2 separate regions of the Mus musculus genome follow, and region 2 is linked to region 1. A link is a contact called in public HiChIP or PLAC-seq data. All regions are on one chromosome and are shown on one strand. The core of a region is the stretch at or near the end of the contact, and the rest is flanking DNA. Distances in the headings are between cores, read along the strand shown. Region 1 holds the start of Mybl1 (myeloblastosis oncogene-like 1). Region 2 overlaps Cspp1 (centrosome and spindle pole associated protein 1).

Region 1 (3,282 bases), core at 427-2,926:
TTTGGGAGGACGTTTCCCTATATAAAACAATGAGAATAAATTTTACTTAAAAATCTGATGCACTTACCTTCAAGTTCTAAAACGGTTGTTTGTATAAAGCTGATCATAACCTAAGAATATCAGTTTTGCTTCCTGTTAGAATAAAAATGGAACAATGCATACCCAAGAGTAAATATGCTTCCAAATGACATTTGAAGACTAGGAGGAGCATTCCATCATGTAGCCCTGGTGAAGCTAAGGTAGATCATGAAGAAAGTCTGGGCTCTATACTGAGTTCAAGATCAGCCTGGGGTACATAACAACACCTTGTCTCAAAAATATTAATTTCTAAATTAGTCTCTCTCTTTAGAAGCTACTATGGAACTCAGAAAATAATTTAAAAGTGCTTTTCCTTCCCAAAATATATCTTGAGAAAAAGGAAGTTATTTTTTTTTTAAAAGCGAGTGTGTATCTACCTGGTTGTTTTGAATTGCAAGCTCATCTTGATTTGTATTTGCACCTGTATCTCTGATTTGCAAAAGACGATGCGTACAGTTTCAAAATAGCAAAAAATGTCAGTTTGTAACAACATTGATCTGTGGTTCATCACTCTATGCAGTAGAGCATGGTGTCTTGCAAATTTGGGCTCTTCGCCGTGTCTAATCGCTACTGTAGTTAATAATCTCCTTGTATGCTTCTTTAACCGTGTAACTGTTGAGAAGTTGCAACTGTAAGAGGCCCCTTCCCCTATGCAAGATTTCAGTTACTCCAGCTTTCAGGCGCACCTCCGGGACTCTGGGTTCCCCGCGAAGAGCATCCCGCCCCCTTTGTAGACGGAGTACGAGGTTGAGCTTCTGGAGCACTATCAACCTTTTCCCGTTCCACGCAAGCCTCGAGATAACAACTCCCCACTTATCACACTTTTATTCATCTCTGGGGAAAACAAAAGACACAACAACAGGGTCTTGGCCAGTTTCCTTGTCCTTTCGGCGCAGAACTAACTCACACATGCTTAAGAAAATAACGGCCGCGCAAGTTTCCTGGCTAGAAGGTTAAGTAGATGACCGCGCCCTTAAGTGGCGAGACTCACAGCGCGAACTAGCGCCCGCGAGGTCCTCCCCTGCCCAGGACCCCGACTGTCCCCGCCCCAGAGGCACGCTCCGCACCCCTCCGGAGGTGGCGGCGGCTGGATCGGCCCCGGCGCCTCTTCCGGCACACACCCGGGGCGCAGAAACTCGCCTTCCCAGCAATCTCCGCGCCCCACTGGGTGGCTCACCCCGCGTTCCGTGTCCTGTCACCTCGGCCCGTGAACCGGCCTCGCGCCTCCCCCATCCCGCCCCGCCCCTCCCCCGGCTCCACGGCGCTCCGGGACTCCCGCGAGTTCCAATCCTGGCTTCTAGCCCCGCCGGCCCCGCCCTCTGCCGCGCGCGCCCTCGCCGCCCCGCCCCCGCCCCCCTGCGCGCGGCCGCCCCAGCCAATGAGGTTCGGGGCCGCGTGCGCAGATTCAAACGGCGGCTCTTGAGGGAGGCTGGGCGCGAGATTCGGCGGTGCGGACAAAACCCTGCAGGAGGCTGCGAGTGCTGCAGTGCTGCTCGCTGCGGGGAGAGGGCGGGGGTCGGCGCCCGTGACGGAGCGGCGCAGGGCCGGCAGCTCTGAGGCGGAGGCGGCGGCGGCGGGCGGGGCGGCGGCGGGCGGGAGCACGCCTCCTGACATGTCCAGGGCATCCCTGGCCGGGCCCGGCCGCGGCTAGGAGCAGTGGGTCTTGGTCCGCCCCTCTGTCCCTCAGTCCCGCCTGGCCCTGACCTGACCGGGCCTGCTTTCCGCTCTCGGTCACCTGAGGGAAGGAGTTGGGGAAGCGGCGGGTGGGTCTCGGAGAGGGAGCATTGGCCCCAGGCTGGAGGAGGCTGACCCCGCGTCCCCGCCCAGCCCGCGCCTATGCGGTACTTGAAGGATGGCGAAGAGGTCGCGCAGGTGGGTGCCATCCCCTCGGACCCGGCCTAGCGGCCCTGTCTCGACTCTTGCTCTCTGTCCTTTCCTGCTGGTCCCCACTTAGGCCCTCTCGAGCCTGGGGGGCATAGGTTTTCCTGTTCGGTGGGTGTCCCACACCCGCTTCGGCCGCGCTGGCCTGAGAGCATCTATCATTATTAGACTCCATCATTATTAGACGACTGTGTGTAGGACTCTCTCTAACAAATGCTCAGGTTGCTGCATTGACGGATTCTCCCACAGCTCACGCCCAGACTTCTAACTTCTCACAGCCACTTTCAGGGAGGTTTCTTGCCAGGTAAGTTTGCCCACTGTCAGGGGATACGCCACGCCAGGGGAAGCGGTTGTGTTTGCCTGGATGACTTGAAATGGGGTTCTCTCCTCTGACTTAATCGTGCCAAATCAAAACAGATCTCCTTGACAAACCTGGGCGGGCACGGTTCTGGGAAATCTTGAGAAGGGAATTCGCTAAATCTCCCTTGTGCGCACTGCTCTTCTGAGCTTTTCTTTTTCTTAGTATCTTCTGAGGACATTGTTACGTTGTTACTATCGAGTAAACTTGATCCTAAACCAATGTGTCTTAGTTACTTTGTATCTCAAGTATTCATGTTTGATTCTGATTGTATCGGCATTGTAACAAGTAGGACACAATGTTGTTGTTGTAGAAAGATGTGCTAGGATGTCTTTATGCACCTAACTTTTATTTTATGCTATTGTAATAGCTACTCCTAAATTGTGTGGCATAATCAGATGACAAAAAAATCTAGTGTCTCGATTTTCAGTATTAAGGAAACCTGAAAAGTATTTCTCAGAATTTCCATTTATCTAGATACACAGCTTCAAAATCTAAGAGTCATATTCCCTGAGCTGAAATTTAGTACTGAGAGTCATTCATTGCAGAGTTTGATTTAAAATAACTACGCATAAAATACTTGGCTTTATTCATATATTCTTCTATATGTAGGTTGGTTCTGCAGATATCAACATAAATTTAATTATGACATAATTACTTTATATAAAGTGGCTGCAGAATAGATTGAACATTGAAGTGGAACAAGTGTGCATATACGCATACACCCACAGGCACACTACCTTGGTCTTTTATCATTTTGGATGAGGTAGTTGTAGGGGTTTTTAGCAGCACCTTTACCTTTACTCAGTAGAAGACAGTAGCCCTTTTTCCTACAGTCAGGACAACCAAAACTGTTTACAGATGGTGCCACATATCTCTGGGGGGATGGAATCTGGACCATGCAGGTAAGAACTGCTGATCTACAACTTCAAAGACATAACATTCCCATCTTCATAAAAGATGCA
Region 2 (3,282 bases), core at 226-2,725, 390 kb before region 1:
GGCTGGCTAGCAAGCCCCAGGTATCCAGTCTCTGCCTGCCAGCACTGAGAACACAAATTCATCCCACAACACCCAGCATTTTTACTGACTGAGCTATCTCCCCGACCCAAAGGGTATATTTTTTATATGTAAAACCTACTGCTTTTTCACAGAAAGTTAAACCACAATGTGGCTACTTGAGAATCCATATGGCCCTGATATATTTAAGAGTTCATAAATTTAAAATGTATAAAACCTTGTCCTTCCACATTTCCTCACTGAGGAGCAAATGTGCTTCTACCAGCACAGGATTTACTCTTCACTAATAGAAATGGCAAAGGCAAATAACTTTAGATAAACAAAGAAAAAGGGGAGACTCTAGGTTTTTTTACTCAAACATTAACATATTTTGCCTTAAAGAATCTGAGGGCTGAGGTAACACCAAAGTCTCTTCGGTAGGCAGCGGTTCCACACGTTATTGGTCAGTCAGTGAGTCTAACCTCACCATCATCAGTGCAGACGCCAGCAAAAACAACCTGAGTAACTGTTATGAAAACAATCTATTATCAGCAACTCCTAAATTGTATCTATACATAGAAAACTAATGTTTACATCAGCCCTCTAACTATGTCAAGTACTACCATCACCTTTTACAAATGAGAAAACTTTTTTGCATAAAGTCCAGTGAAGCCGACTACTCCAGCCTCTAACCCACAACAGAAAGCACTGTGGCTCTCTAATTCCAGTCTCTCAGCCTTTGGAGTAGGGAAGCCATTGAAGAAAATGAAGGAAGTACCTGAGAAAGGCTGTAAGAAAAGCCCCACAGTTTGTTAGTAACAAATAAAAGACCAAGTCCTGCTGAAAGATATCTCAGAAATGTATTAGAAGATTAAGAAAAACATCTACAAATGTAAAGATATTCCTATAATTAGTATATTAATAATTACAGGCCAGAAAATATTCGTGTTACAGGGTTTCTATTATATATAGATTAGCATAATGTGTTTTCCCTATAGAAATGACATGTTCAATATGAAATCCAGGGTTATAATCCCAACAGCCCAAGAGTAAGCCCAGAGAAAACTGTTAAGCCAGACAGACATGTACCAGATTAGTAAATTTTTTGGAATAAGCTGAAGAAACAATTCAATGATTGCCAAGTGGAAATAACTGAACAATGCATACCTTATACTAACATGTAGTTACTAATTCATTTTAAAAATAGTAAATGATAAAAACATTGAAGATTTCTCCTTTTTCTAACAGCAGAGAAGAAGTATCAATAACAATGAAGAAGAAAAAAACTCCTCAGCGAAGTTGCTCATGGCCCTGAGGCATCTCGGAAGCATCATCTGCAGCAGCACACCCTTGTAAGGTGGAGCACACGCGGCCTACCCTAATTCCCAAAGACAAACATTTAAACAAGCACCTGGGATGCGCCAGTTCACCAAGGGTGCTGCCGAGTCCACTGTGCAAGTCTTCATTGTGAGAAGGGGCGGAATGAACTGGTGGGACGGATGGGCTAGACGGGGCAGAGAAGGGAGGGGGAGGTGTCTGGAAAGCTACTCTGGGCCTCTCAGGTGGCATCTCTTCAAAGTGTCTTGGTGTCAAACTAAACTGCTTTAGTCTATCAGGCTACAATAAAGAAAAAGACAAAAAAAAAAAAAGAACCTGTTTGTTACATAGAATCATAAGTTTAAGGGTGACAAGGACCTCCAAGGACCCCAGCAGGCACTTAAGACAGTCACAGAACAGCAAAATTTTACAGCTAAAAAAGACCTTAAAGATCTGCTTCTTATTTTATAAGCAGGAAACTGAGACTGCCGAGAAGCAGGTAAGTCACCTGCAGGCTCATGATCAGTACATGGATAAAGAACAAGTCCAGGCAGCTGTGAACTCCCGCGCAGGTCTCTCTCTTAGACAGCAGCAGCAGCAGCAGCACATCTCTCCTCAGTTGCTACTTGGGAGACCCACTAGGGAAGGCTTTGCAGGCCTCAGTCTCCCTACAACAATCATGTGAGCACTGAAGGAAGCTGTGCCACAATAAGAACGAATTTACAAAAAAGCCACAACAGGGTAGGCCAGAGCTGCTCACTAATCTTTACTCAAGAATATCATTTTATGGAATTTTTAAATCTTAAATAATCTTTAACTACTCCCTCTAATACAGATTTATTCAATTTGACACTCTTTAGGTGATTCAATTCCAGAATAAATAAGTTCTACTACAGACTATAAAATAATTTATAAATTTATTAATCTACAGTTTTAAATTTTATAATTATCATATAAAGTTATTATAACATATATTTAATTATAGGAATATAATTTACATATTTGTATGATTCTTTTATAAATTTATAAAATAATATGGTTGTATAAACTTGTTAACATAGATCATTATATAATTACTAAAACTATAATTCATAATTTAATAAATTTATTAAATGATATTTAAGTATTCCCTCTAATGCATATTTATTCAACTTGACACTCTTTAGGTGATTCAATTCCAGAATAAATAAGATCTACGATATACTGTAAAATTTAACATGCCAATGTATTATACTAAAAAGCTCAAGTTTCGAAAAGCTAATTTTTTATTGCAATGGCTACTTTAAAGGTATTTAATGAGAAACAAAAAAGAATTACCTTTGGACCCTTTTTTCCCCCTGCAGGCCATACTTTCGGGAAGGGTGTTTCCTCCCTGTTACTGGGAACCAGGGATTAAGTGTAAGGCCTCACCCTGCTAAGCAGCAGCTCCCCACTGAGCTACTGATCCTTTACATTCCCTTGGTTTGCTGTTTACTTTACTTTGTGAGCCTTATTAAGATGCCAGACTCACTGTAAACTTACTCTGTAGCCCACAGAGGCCTCAGCTCCTCAAGCAGCTATAAAAAGAATATGATCCATCCTGGGTCAGGATTGACTTGTAAGGTTAAAATGTGTATGACAGGAATAGTCAGAAACACAAAAAGAAGCACACTGGAGCAGAATAAAACACGAGGGCCAGCAGCCTCTGGTGACTGAACCAGGCTCTGCACATCTCAGGAACACGCACAACTGAGCTACGCCATCACCCCAGCACCAAATTTTAAAGCAAATAACCCAAGGCACACATACTTAAGTCGATCAGTAAGTTATCTATATCTGAATAATAATTAACACAAATTTTAAGGATTTGCTAGATCCTTTAGAAAGACTGAAGATTTTATTAAAACTAGAGGTCTTAACCATCATTAGCAAAAGAAACAAAAACTTTCAGCAAATAAACACTACACATCCAACAGCAACAAAGGGCAC

What was found. HiChIP or PLAC-seq counts read pairs in DNA pulled down with a chosen protein or histone mark.
Region 2: a contact with region 1 is called in an H3K4me3 HiChIP or PLAC-seq map of embryonic stem cells, with 2.8 times the contacts expected there. The contact joins the enhancer-like site here to the promoter of Mybl1 in region 1. A contact is called at or near these places in 2 of 39 promoter capture datasets (neutrophils and second pharyngeal arch cranial neural crest), 1 of 484 Hi-C or Micro-C datasets (the N1E-115 cell line), 3 of 115 datasets of contacts at active chromatin or transcription factors (embryonic stem cells, large pre-B cells and stem cell-derived neural progenitor cells) and 2 of 9 other capture datasets (adipose tissue and liver).

Annotation. Positions count from the first base shown.
Region 1 is chr1:9,698,603-9,701,884 of GRCm38.p6, reverse strand. Mybl1 (myeloblastosis oncogene-like 1) reads left to right here and starts at 1,676. Exons shown (of 15, transcript NM_001290397.1): 1 at 1,676-1,950. The coding sequence starts at 1,931.
Region 2 is chr1:10,084,079-10,087,360 of GRCm38.p6, reverse strand. Cspp1 (centrosome and spindle pole associated protein 1) reads right to left here. Exons shown (of 30, transcript NM_026493.3): 12 at 1,409-1,614. Among named protein-coding and RNA genes, the nearest start is that of Cspp1, 48 kb to the right of the region's middle. Within about 2 kb of position 1,475, at least 14 of the 459 cell types and tissues checked have an H3K27ac peak or open chromatin away from gene starts, as enhancers often do. A contact at or near this core is called in embryonic stem cells, where this site is marked.